Linked DNA regions of Mus musculus: region 1 is linked to region 2. A link is a contact called in public Micro-C data. All regions are on one chromosome and are shown on one strand. Each heading gives the region's core, a stretch centred on a gene start, on an enhancer-like site or on the middle of the called end of the contact. The rest is flanking DNA. Distances are from core to core; before and after follow the strand shown. Region 1 overlaps Setd7 (SET domain containing (lysine methyltransferase) 7). Region 2 has its middle 6.3 kb from the start of n-TPagg5.

Evidence for each region. A called contact is a pair of places that touch in the nucleus more often than the background predicts.
Region 1: a Micro-C map of the G1E-ER4 cell line shows a contact between it and region 2, with 5 times the contacts expected there. The contact joins two enhancer-like sites. A contact is called at or near these places in 4 of 484 Hi-C or Micro-C datasets (the G1E-ER4 cell line, the N1E-115 cell line and embryonic stem cells), 2 of 115 datasets of contacts at active chromatin or transcription factors (memory CD8 T cells and pancreatic cancer cells) and 2 of 9 other capture datasets (adipose tissue and pancreatic islet).

The regions. Positions count from the first base shown.
Region 1 is chr3:51,551,088-51,555,968 of GRCm38.p6, forward strand. The region is part of intron 1 of Setd7 (SET domain containing (lysine methyltransferase) 7); the gene reads right to left. Among named protein-coding and RNA genes, the nearest start is that of 5031434O11Rik, 6.5 kb to the right of the region's middle. Within about 2 kb of position 2,169, at least 232 of the 459 cell types and tissues checked have an H3K27ac peak or open chromatin away from gene starts, as enhancers often do. A contact at or near this core is called in the G1E-ER4 cell line and adipose tissue, where this site is marked.
Region 2 is chr3:51,363,167-51,368,185 of GRCm38.p6, forward strand. No RefSeq gene overlaps it. Among named protein-coding and RNA genes, the nearest start is that of n-TPagg5, 6.3 kb to the left of the region's middle. Within about 2 kb of position 2,170, at least 116 of the 459 cell types and tissues checked have an H3K27ac peak or open chromatin away from gene starts, as enhancers often do. A contact at or near this core is called in the G1E-ER4 cell line and adipose tissue, where this site is marked.

The DNA.
Region 1 (4,881 bases), core at 919-3,418, 190 kb after region 2:
AGGACAGAACTCAGGGGTAGAAGGCTTAGTTGGCGTCCCCGAGAACCTAAGCAATACCCAGCCCTGCAAAGTTAAAAAAAAAAAATTAAAAGAGATAGAAGGCTATAGTCTCTTAGAAGAGATGATAAGTGGTCATAAAAAAAATGCTCTTTATATTACTGACGACTGAAACATAAAATCATAGCAAAAAAAGACCGTATTTTATCACTCTGACTATATGGAATGAGTTACCTGGGACATAGTACAATGATTCATGCTATTATTTATCTGTGGATTGAGTTACCTAGGGCATTGCACAATAGCACATGCTATGATTTATTTGTTTATTATGTGGATGTGTGTGCCTGCTTGAGTTCATGTGCACCACACACGTAGCCTTCTGAGGACAGATGAGGCTGTTGGAGCCCCCGAAACTGGATGAGAGCCATCATGTGGGAGCTGGGAGCCCAACTGGAACTGTCTTAGCATGGAGTGGCCTCTTTGGGCCCGTATATGGCTATATAAACACACCACAGACAGGTTAGTTTCTTTTTTAACACAAACTTTTTCTCCAAGAGTCAGGAAATCAAGGGTCAGAGGGAATCCAAGCTAGTCCAAGCTTGCTTTCTTTTGGTAGAAAAACTAAATTACATGATATAATTCTAATAGAGTCATATGGAATAATTTGGACAACTATTTTCTAACCATCTACTGATGACATTCTTTCACTGAAACAGGAAAAAAAAATGCCATTAACACTCCTATGTATTTAGTGTCCTACTTTCGATTTGGTGGATATATCAGAATAATTAGGTTAGTCTCTCACGAGAGTAATTACTGATGTGTACGAATACTCCCACAATGGAGAAAGGTGCACACCCTTCAGACTTTAAAAAGAGATTGCTAATAAAATTGTTTTTCTACTGTAGATCAAGAGAAACATCATGATAAACATGGACACGGAGGGGTGAAGGAAAGCCAGTGTAGTGTAATCCATCTATATTCCTTTCTCCCTGGCCTATATCTGAATCAAACACTACAGGTGCAGGCATGCTCCGCACAGAACTCAGATATTAAAAGTGGAAGAAGGTACCATGTAACTGAAAGCAGGCAGAGGTCAGTTCTGACCCCAGAACTGATTTTCATGAGGACAATAAAAACCTCTGCTCCATGACTGGCCTGTCTGGACCCTTCTGCAACAGGCCAGTGGGAGGAAACCCCTCCACTCTTTGCTGGAGGATTCTGAGTGACACCCACCTCTCTGAGGACCTTGTGCATCTAGAAGGAGAAACACGTGGACGGTGAATTTCCCTGCTGGTCTGTCTGCACATGAAAGTCCTGAGATCTGTCAGACCTCTCTCAGGATTTCCACCTTGACTTGGTTTGTTTTGTATTCTCAGGTGTAAGCAATGCAAAGATTAGAAACTAGAGAGTGTCTGAAATTTCCACATTTACATTTATGGTGTCAGTTTTCCAGACTGCTAAGTAGCTAAACCAAAACAGCAGAACCAAACAACCTGGGTGTGGCAGTACAATTCTGCCATCTTACTACTAGGGATTAGGAGTTGATCGCCTTGGTAGGCAGCAAGTTTGAGGCCAGCCTGGGGCTGCGTAACATTCAGTCTCTGACACAAAGCACACCAGAGCAGAAGGGAAGGAACAGACAACCATAATCAGGACAATAGCAACAGAAAGACTTCGGACAAACCTAGGGAAGAGATTAGGATGTTAAAATCCTGCTGCCTCTGAGCACAAGGACTGTGAGCGGTCTCAGCACCCTTCTTACTCAGATGCTGCTAGCATAGCAAAGTTGTGTGGCATCACAGCTTAAGCAGCCAACCTAACATCACTCACTATCCAGAGAAGAAAACAACGATGAAGCTACTTGTTTGGGGCAGTGGGGGCGGGGCTAAATGCTTTTTTGGTACCTTGTTGAAACCTCAGATGCCTAAACACTACCACATGACCTGTGAGAGAAAGCTGATAGCGCTAAATTCGTGCAAGGTTGGGGAAAGCTCTGGCCTCCAACCCACCCATCCACTTTCTTTCTAGAGAAAGGCAAACAGGAGCCCAAGGGGAACCTTGCTGATGGCAGAGCACGAGCTGCCTGCAACTGCGGCTCCAGAGACCCCACACCCTCTCCTGCCCTCTGGCACACACATAAGCAATACGAGTAATTTAAATTAGAAAGTGAAAGAGAAACTTAGGGGAACTAAAAGGATGGCAGGGAAGCATGGGGCGATGCATTCAAAGTACATACTTGTATGAAAATAACCTTACATAACCCAAGTACGAGGAAAAGAAAATACATATTTAAAAAAAAAATCAGTATTTCAAGTTGTATGACCACGTAATGACTGTGCACTATTGAGCCAAATGGTTCACTGTGATGACATATCTTCTTAACAAAAACAAAACCCAAACCAGAAACAAACAAAAAAAACTACCAGCGATGCCCAGGCTCCTTATAGAGAAACGCAAGGAGACTTTGTGGGCAGGCTGCAGAGAATGCCAGGATTCTTAACATCATATCCTGGCTGCAAATTCCAATCCCTTGCCTGTGTTGCTAACTCAGTGTGGAAACTCTAGTCCTTGCTGAAGACTACAGAATGCGCCGAGTCAGCTAACCCCCTTGCAGGCCAGTTCCCAGTACACAGAAGGTGGGCACCAGGCCCAAACGCCAGGCCAAACTCACTGGAATGATCGCTTTGTGCTAATAACACAGCCCCAGCAAGCAAGGCACCCAGGATCTGTCTACAGAAAGACTGAACCGGTAGCCAGAAAAAAGAAAAAATTAACGGGTCTGATTTTCTTTCCATTCTGTTCTAAAGATTTTTATCCACCAAGCAAATAGAAACATTTTCCCTAGACTCACCTCTGAGCAGAGGTATTTTTTCCTTAACTTGATAAGACTGGTGGTCTGTTACGTTGCCCTGGGATCAGAGATGGGTCACTGCCTGCTTCCAACTTAGAAGAGACCTGAGCGCTCTGGGTGAATATTTCCCTCAGGACGAGAGACCTTGGCCCATACTGGTTTTTTTGCATACAAAACTCGGCTCCTCCTCTCCCTCAGAAAAATCATTTAAGAAAAGCAAGTTTACTGATGCCGGAAGCAAGCCTTCCTCATGAAGGATACACAGTGGCTCAGAAAGGCACAGGAACACAGGTGTGAGCTGGCAACGGCTGCGGTTTTCATGTATGGCTCACAGAGAATGGTGAGCATTCTGTCCCAGGCCCAGGGTGCAGACACAGATAAGAGACAGGCAGGGCTGGACAGTACGGGGGTTGTTAGTAAAATAACCCTGACTGTTTGGAGCGGACGGGGATGCCAGACCATGGAGCTACGTGTTTTCACTGTGGGCCCTTGTTCTGAGGACTCTGACATTTTTCCATTTTGAGCTCTTTCCCTCAGTGTCTCTTACACATTTCCAGGCTTTTCTTTGTCTTTTTTCCCCCCTATCCTCATAACTGCACGTCTGATACCACGAGAGCCTCAGCTATTGCTACATGTCTTCCCACTGCCTAGCGCATCAGTTTAACTTCCCGAGCAGGGCTCTGACCCTGTCTGTCACTCCTCTGTTCCAACACACAACCAACACTCTCAGCCTGTGGCCCCGCTTCCTTTTGCCATATCCCCCTCGTGGGCCATTTTCTCTTTTCAGCCTCATGTTTCAGCTGAAGTAAAAAGAGTATTTTCTGGGGTGGGGGTGGGGGCGGCACACAATTGCCTCTCACCTATATGCACCAAGCGCTTGCTTGCTCTCTCTCTCTCTCTCTCTCTCTCTCTCTCTTTCTCTCTCTCTCTCTCTCAGGTTAATTCTGCCATCTCTTCAGGGAAGGCTCATCCCATGTACTTCTCTAGGCTGCAGGGAATTGCTGGCCTCAAGGTGCATGCATCCATGTCTTAGTCCTTCCCCAACCTACAGGATTCACCAAGAGCCCTGGCTGGCCTCCAACTTACAACAATCTCTCACCTCAGGCTCCCAAGTGTGGGTCAGATTTGATGTTTATTTATTTGTGAGAATGTATGCATACTATATATGCCCAGGTAAGCACAAACCTGGTGCTAATGTGGAAGCTGGAGGACGATAAAAGTCAGTTTTCTCATTCTTCCATGTGGGGACTAGGGATCGAACTCAGAACAAACGCCTTTACCCGTGAGCCATCTTGTTTGCCCATGCTTTGTTTTGTTGTTTTAAAGCCTCAGCGATGGCCAGGAGGCGTAGCCTATACTTCTAAACCCAGCTTCTTAGGAGAGCGAAGCAGGAGGATCATGCTTTGGAGCCAGCCTGTGCTAAAGCGTTCCAAGATAGCCTGGGGTTACAGAATAAGACTGTCGGGGGTAGGAGGTGTCAAAGTGAGAACTCCAGTGGCAATGCCTGGAAGTTAACTGGCTTCCCACAGAAGCAGGGCAGATACTGGAACCCAAACTGTTTCCTCCTGACATTGAGTCCTTTCCACGGTGTGTGTGTGTGTGTGTGTGTGTGTGCGTGTGTGTGTGTGCGTGTGTGTGTGCGTGTGTGTGCGTGCGTGTGTGTTTGTGCACGAGCATGCGCGCGTGTATTGAACCACCTTGTATTCAGAATTGTACCAGGGCAACAAGGCACAATAATCCCAGCACTAGGGAGACTGAAGAGGATCATGGCTGGTTTGAGGTTAGCTCGGGTTACATAATGAGTTCTAGGAGAGCCAATGATGACAGAGTGAGATGTGCATCCAAGGGAAAAAAAATGCATTAATTAAAGAAGAACTTCACCAGGGCTGCAGTGCTGCCAGGAGAGCCAAAATGTGCATCACCTTATAAGACATCTGACCTCAAGCCCTGAAGAGGTTTTAGAGCCTCTCCTAGCCAGGACAAAGTAAGCTTGAGCCGGGAATCTGGTTTTGGGCTAGGACTCAGGC
Region 2 (5,019 bases), core at 920-3,419:
TCTTAGGGCTTGAGAGATGGCTCATTGCTTAAGAACACTGACTGCTTGCTCTTCCAGAGGTCCTAAGTTCAATTCCCAGCAACCATGTGGTGGGTCACAACCATCTGCAATGGGGTCTGATGTCCTCTTCTGGTGTGTCTGAAGAGAGCAATGGTGTACCTATATACATAAAATAAATACATCATTAAAAAAGAGAGAGAGAGCCGGGCGTGGTGGCACACACCTTTAATCCCAGCACTCGGGAGGCAGAGGCAGGCAGATTTCTGAGTTCGAGGCCAGCCTGGTCTACAGAGTGAGTTCCAGGACAGCCAGGGCTATACAGAGAAACCCTGTCTTAAAAAACCGAGAGAGAGAAAGAGAGAAAGAGAGAGAGAGAGAGAGAGAGAGAGAGAGAGAGAGAGAGAGAGAGAGAGAATAGCTTACATCTGGGTCATATGGAGGCATTTTTCTCATTTCCCTCCTTCAGATAACTCTATCCTGTGTGTCAAGTTGGCATAAGTTTACACAGTAAGTCGCAGTGATAGCAATTGTCTCTCTCCAAGGGTAAACCCTGAGTGAACTTCTTCTCAGCAGGAGAATCTACTGGGGGTGGACACACTGCTGGTGCTCACCCTGCACGCCGCCATTGCAGAATTTCACCTGAGAGTGCAAAATGTCAAGACCGCCGTTTGTGAGTGGCCCCCTGGGAACCTAGAAAGTTCCGGCTCTGAGTCGACCTATAAATATCAAATTGTACTGACTACCTGGAAGTCTATGCTGAAATTACAGCAACTTTAAAGGAGCTAGAAAGATTAGAGGTTATTTGCTCAACCCGAAGGCCTTTCTTTCTTCAGCTTGGTGTGTGGCCTGTGAAGATGCCAGACAGCTCCTATAAAAGACTTCAGATGAAGAGAGCTAAGTAAGGTCGACCCCATCTACACCGCTGTGGCCAGCACTACTAAGTAAGGTAGTTACCATGTCTATGCCACTGTGCCCAGCACGGCTCTTATGCCAGAACAACAGATACAAGTAATGGCATCTCTCCATGTGGTGTTGGAACTTGCGAACACACCTATTTTCCTTCTTTCTCTTTTCTTTCTTCTTCCTCCTCCTCCTCTTCCTCCTTCTACTTCCTTCTCTTCCTTCTTCTTTTCCTTCTTCCTCCTCCTCTTCCTTCTTTTCCTTCTTCTACCTTCTTCCTCCTCCTCCTCTTCCTCCTTCTACTTCCTCCTCTTCCTTCTTCTTTTCCTTCTTCCTCCTCCTCTTCCTTCTTTTCCTTCTTCTACCTTCTTCTTCCTCCTCCTCCTCTTCCTCCTTCTACTTCCTCCTCTTCCTTCTTCTTTTCCTTCTTTCTCCTCCTCTTCCTTCTTTTCCTTCTTCTACCTTCTTTTCTCCTCCGTCTTTTTGTATTCTCTGAGTTGCTGAATCCCCAGGGGTTATTTAAATTCAAAGGAGTCTCTACCACTCATGCAAAATTACCTGCCACACTGTCTATTTGTCAAGGGAAGGTGGCTGGAGACCTTGCTTTCTCCTCCTGCTCTCTCCCCTAAGTGAAAAAGTTTCACAACACGTCTCTGAAAGACTTCGCGGTGTGCACCTCAGGGAAGCAGGATGGGCAGTCAGTCCACAAAAGGCAAGGGCGAGCTCCTCTGTGAAATTCTAGATCTTATACTCCAGTAAGAGGGGTATCAATATCACACCCAACAACTTAGTAAAAATGTACCACGTGCTGTAAGTGCTAAAATAGATAGATGGCTCAAGAGGCTCCTGAGTAAGCTAAGGTCCTTGCAAGATAACCTTAATGGCCGTGTCCCTTTGTGTTAGAAGTCACCAGATGTTCGGGGGACTATGGAAAAAAACAGCTTGAGCAAACAGTTCTAATAGCGTTTGGGTCCTAGCCATGGAAAGGGAAGGAAGCTGGCGCACAGTACTAAAACAGCAACTGCTGGATGAACGTGGAGCATTCCAACAGGAAGGGCCCAGCATCCCAGTGACAGCGAAAGCTGCATATCCAAATAAAGGCCACGTCTCTTTCTCCGGTAGCGCGAAATCAAACTTGCCAGAGGCGGCTCGCACTTTTTACAGCAATGTGGTGCGGTGTTTGCAAGTCCCGTCGCCAAGGCCGTGCAGGCTGTGTTGGCACCAGTGTTCTTTCAAGCTTCTAAGCCGCCCCCGGGTAAGTGAACCAAGCGCTAGGAGAGATAAAGTGCTAAGAGGGACACCATCTGTCTGCAGAAGGGGAGGACACCAAACGGGACTGGGTGGCGGTCGAAATGCAAATGAACACTGACACCGTGTGGCTGGAGAAAGGAAGCAAGAAAGCGAGAAAGCGTAGCCAGCGGACTGAGATAAGAGACAGCAGAGTGGAAAGTACCAGTTTCACTGGTAGTGAGATTTACCCTGTGACAATCCATATGGACAGTAGCGGGGCTGTATTCGGAGGTCTGACTTTATGGCTGGCCCAATGGGAAAAGAACCAGGTGGATGCTCTTTCCACCACTGTGGGGCAGCAGATCTTGGAGGACATATGTAACAGAGTTCAACAGGAATCAGTGGTTTTCTATGTGGCTGGCAGCCCATAGCTGGTTGAGGTTTGAAAATCGGGAAGCAGATGCCCTTACCAAGCTACAAGCCATCTGCCTCCAGAGATCACTGGAGGCTCTTATCTACAGTCTGGCCACAGTGATTTGGCACACACTGGAAAGTAGCTAGAGCTACCAACATTCCCATGAAATAGTCTGCTATTCTGCATGGTAACAATAAATGTGAGGCATGTTCCAAATTAAGACACGGAGAGACTATACAGGGTCCGTATATGTCAGTAAGGATACAAGTCGGTGCTCACCTGTGTGGACACTGCCGCAAGTCCATTGTCTCCAAGCCTTAATGCCCCAGTCTGCTAACCTGGGCCTAGTCTTGGAAGCCTCTACCCTCCATACAATATTATGTAGGCCTAGGATGTTTTCAGCCTCCGAAACTTGCTGCTGGCTAAGCACACCCTTTCTTCTTCCTTCTGAACTCTGGCTGGTTGGTTCAATCTAGCTCTTCTGACTCAAACTCCTCTCTCTCCAAGCTGTCTTCTCTCTCAGTCTCTGAATTGCTCTGCTGTGCCTCAAACTAACAGTAGCAATGTTCTAATATGGCTTCTTCTCATTTTCTGGCTCACTCTGTCTTTACCTGTCTCTGTACAACTGTCCTGGTAAAACTGTGTCTTAGTTAGAGTTTCCATTGCTGTGAATAGACACCATGACCAAGGCGAGTCTTATAAAAGCAAACATTTAATTGGGGCCGGCTTACAGGTTCAGAGGTCCAGTCCACTATCATCATAGCAGGAACTACGGCAGCATGCAGGAAGGCATGGTGCTAGAGAAGGAGCTGAGAGTTCTGCATCTTGACCAGAAGGCAACCAGGGGAGACTGGCCTCCAGGCAGCTAGGAGGATGGTCTCAAAGCCTACCCCACAGTGACTCACTTCCTTCAACAAGGCCACACCTACTCCAAAAAGTCCACATCTCTTAATAGTGTCACTCCCTGGACCAAGCGTATTCAAACCACCACAAACTGCCTCCTTCCTCTTTCTCTCGCTCTAGGCTGCTCCACTCTCCTTCTCAACTCTACTGTACCACTCTCTAGGAACGCTACTGTATTCCTGTGCTGAATGCTCCTCTTCCTCTCTCCTTGTGAGAGTTGGGAGTATCCTATCTGTCAGATCTTTCTCTGATTCGTCACTTTTTCTGCCACTCAATTAGACATCACTTTCAAACATGGGTGTTTCCTTCTACAGACGAACTTTACCTTCATTGTTTGGATTAAAGCTGAGAGCTATGGATGTGTTTATATTCCAGCCAGAGGGATTAAAGGTGTGTGCTAAGGGTTGAGCCACAACCTAACTAGAAACCAGCTCAGATATCCTGTAACAGAAAACTTTTAATCAGTTAATGTGTTGTGCAGCAATCCATGAGTGAAGCACACTGGGTCTTATCCAACTCAGCGGTACCCACAGGCACGGAGAACTGATAATGATTGGGGCACTCGCTTCACAGTCACAGGGCTAAAGGGACCAGGACTAATTGTACTTCCATTCATTTTACAACTATACACAGGCTGTATTGACTGAAATAATTATGGGGTTATTAAAATGGAAATATAGGGTGCTGAACAGATGGCTCAGCAATTAAGGGCATTTGCTAGGACTTGGGTCACTTCACAAGACCAACCTCATGCAGCTCACAACTGCTTGTAACTCCAGTTCAATGGGCCCAATGCAGACACCGAATGCACATGGTATTCATACATACACTTAGCATGTGCGCGCACACACACGCACACACATTAATAAAGAAATATTTACAAAACCCCAACGATTAGAATTTGAGCAAAGGTATGCTGCAGCAGAGGAAAAGTGTACCCCTCAGGGCTGGAGAGATGGTTCTGTAGGTTAGAACCTTGTCACTAAGCCCGATGACCTGAGTTTCTCCCCCAACCCGAGGATCCATATTATGGAAGGAAAGAATTCTCTCTTACAGGTTGTCCTCTGATCTCTACCCTCATGAACAAGCAAAAAAATAAAAATAAAGAAATGTACTTTTTTTTTTTTAAAGACAAGATCTCACTATATAGTCCTGGCTAGCCTGAAATTCTCTTTATAAACCAGGTTGGCTTCAAACTTACAGAGATTCATTTGCCCTTGCCACCTGGATGCTAGGATTAAAGGCATGAACCCCACTATAGCCACCTAATGTCTTTTTTTGTGATGAGGAGCAGGGTCTTACTATGTAACCCTGGGTGGCCTGGAACTGGCTAGGTAGACTAGGCTAGCTTTGAACTGGAATTCTGCCCATCTCTGCCTCTCCAATGCTAGGATGAAAGGTACACAAGATCAGAGTGCTCTCCTAACTGTTGGATCATCTCACCACCCCTAGACAAAAGTAGTTTCTAAAAGAAGGCACACCCAGAAGCTATAAGGCTATTGGATGGAAAATCCCGTATCAGAAGTGAATTGCTTCTGTGAGTTGTTGGCCCCCGAGGCTCTACATGCTGC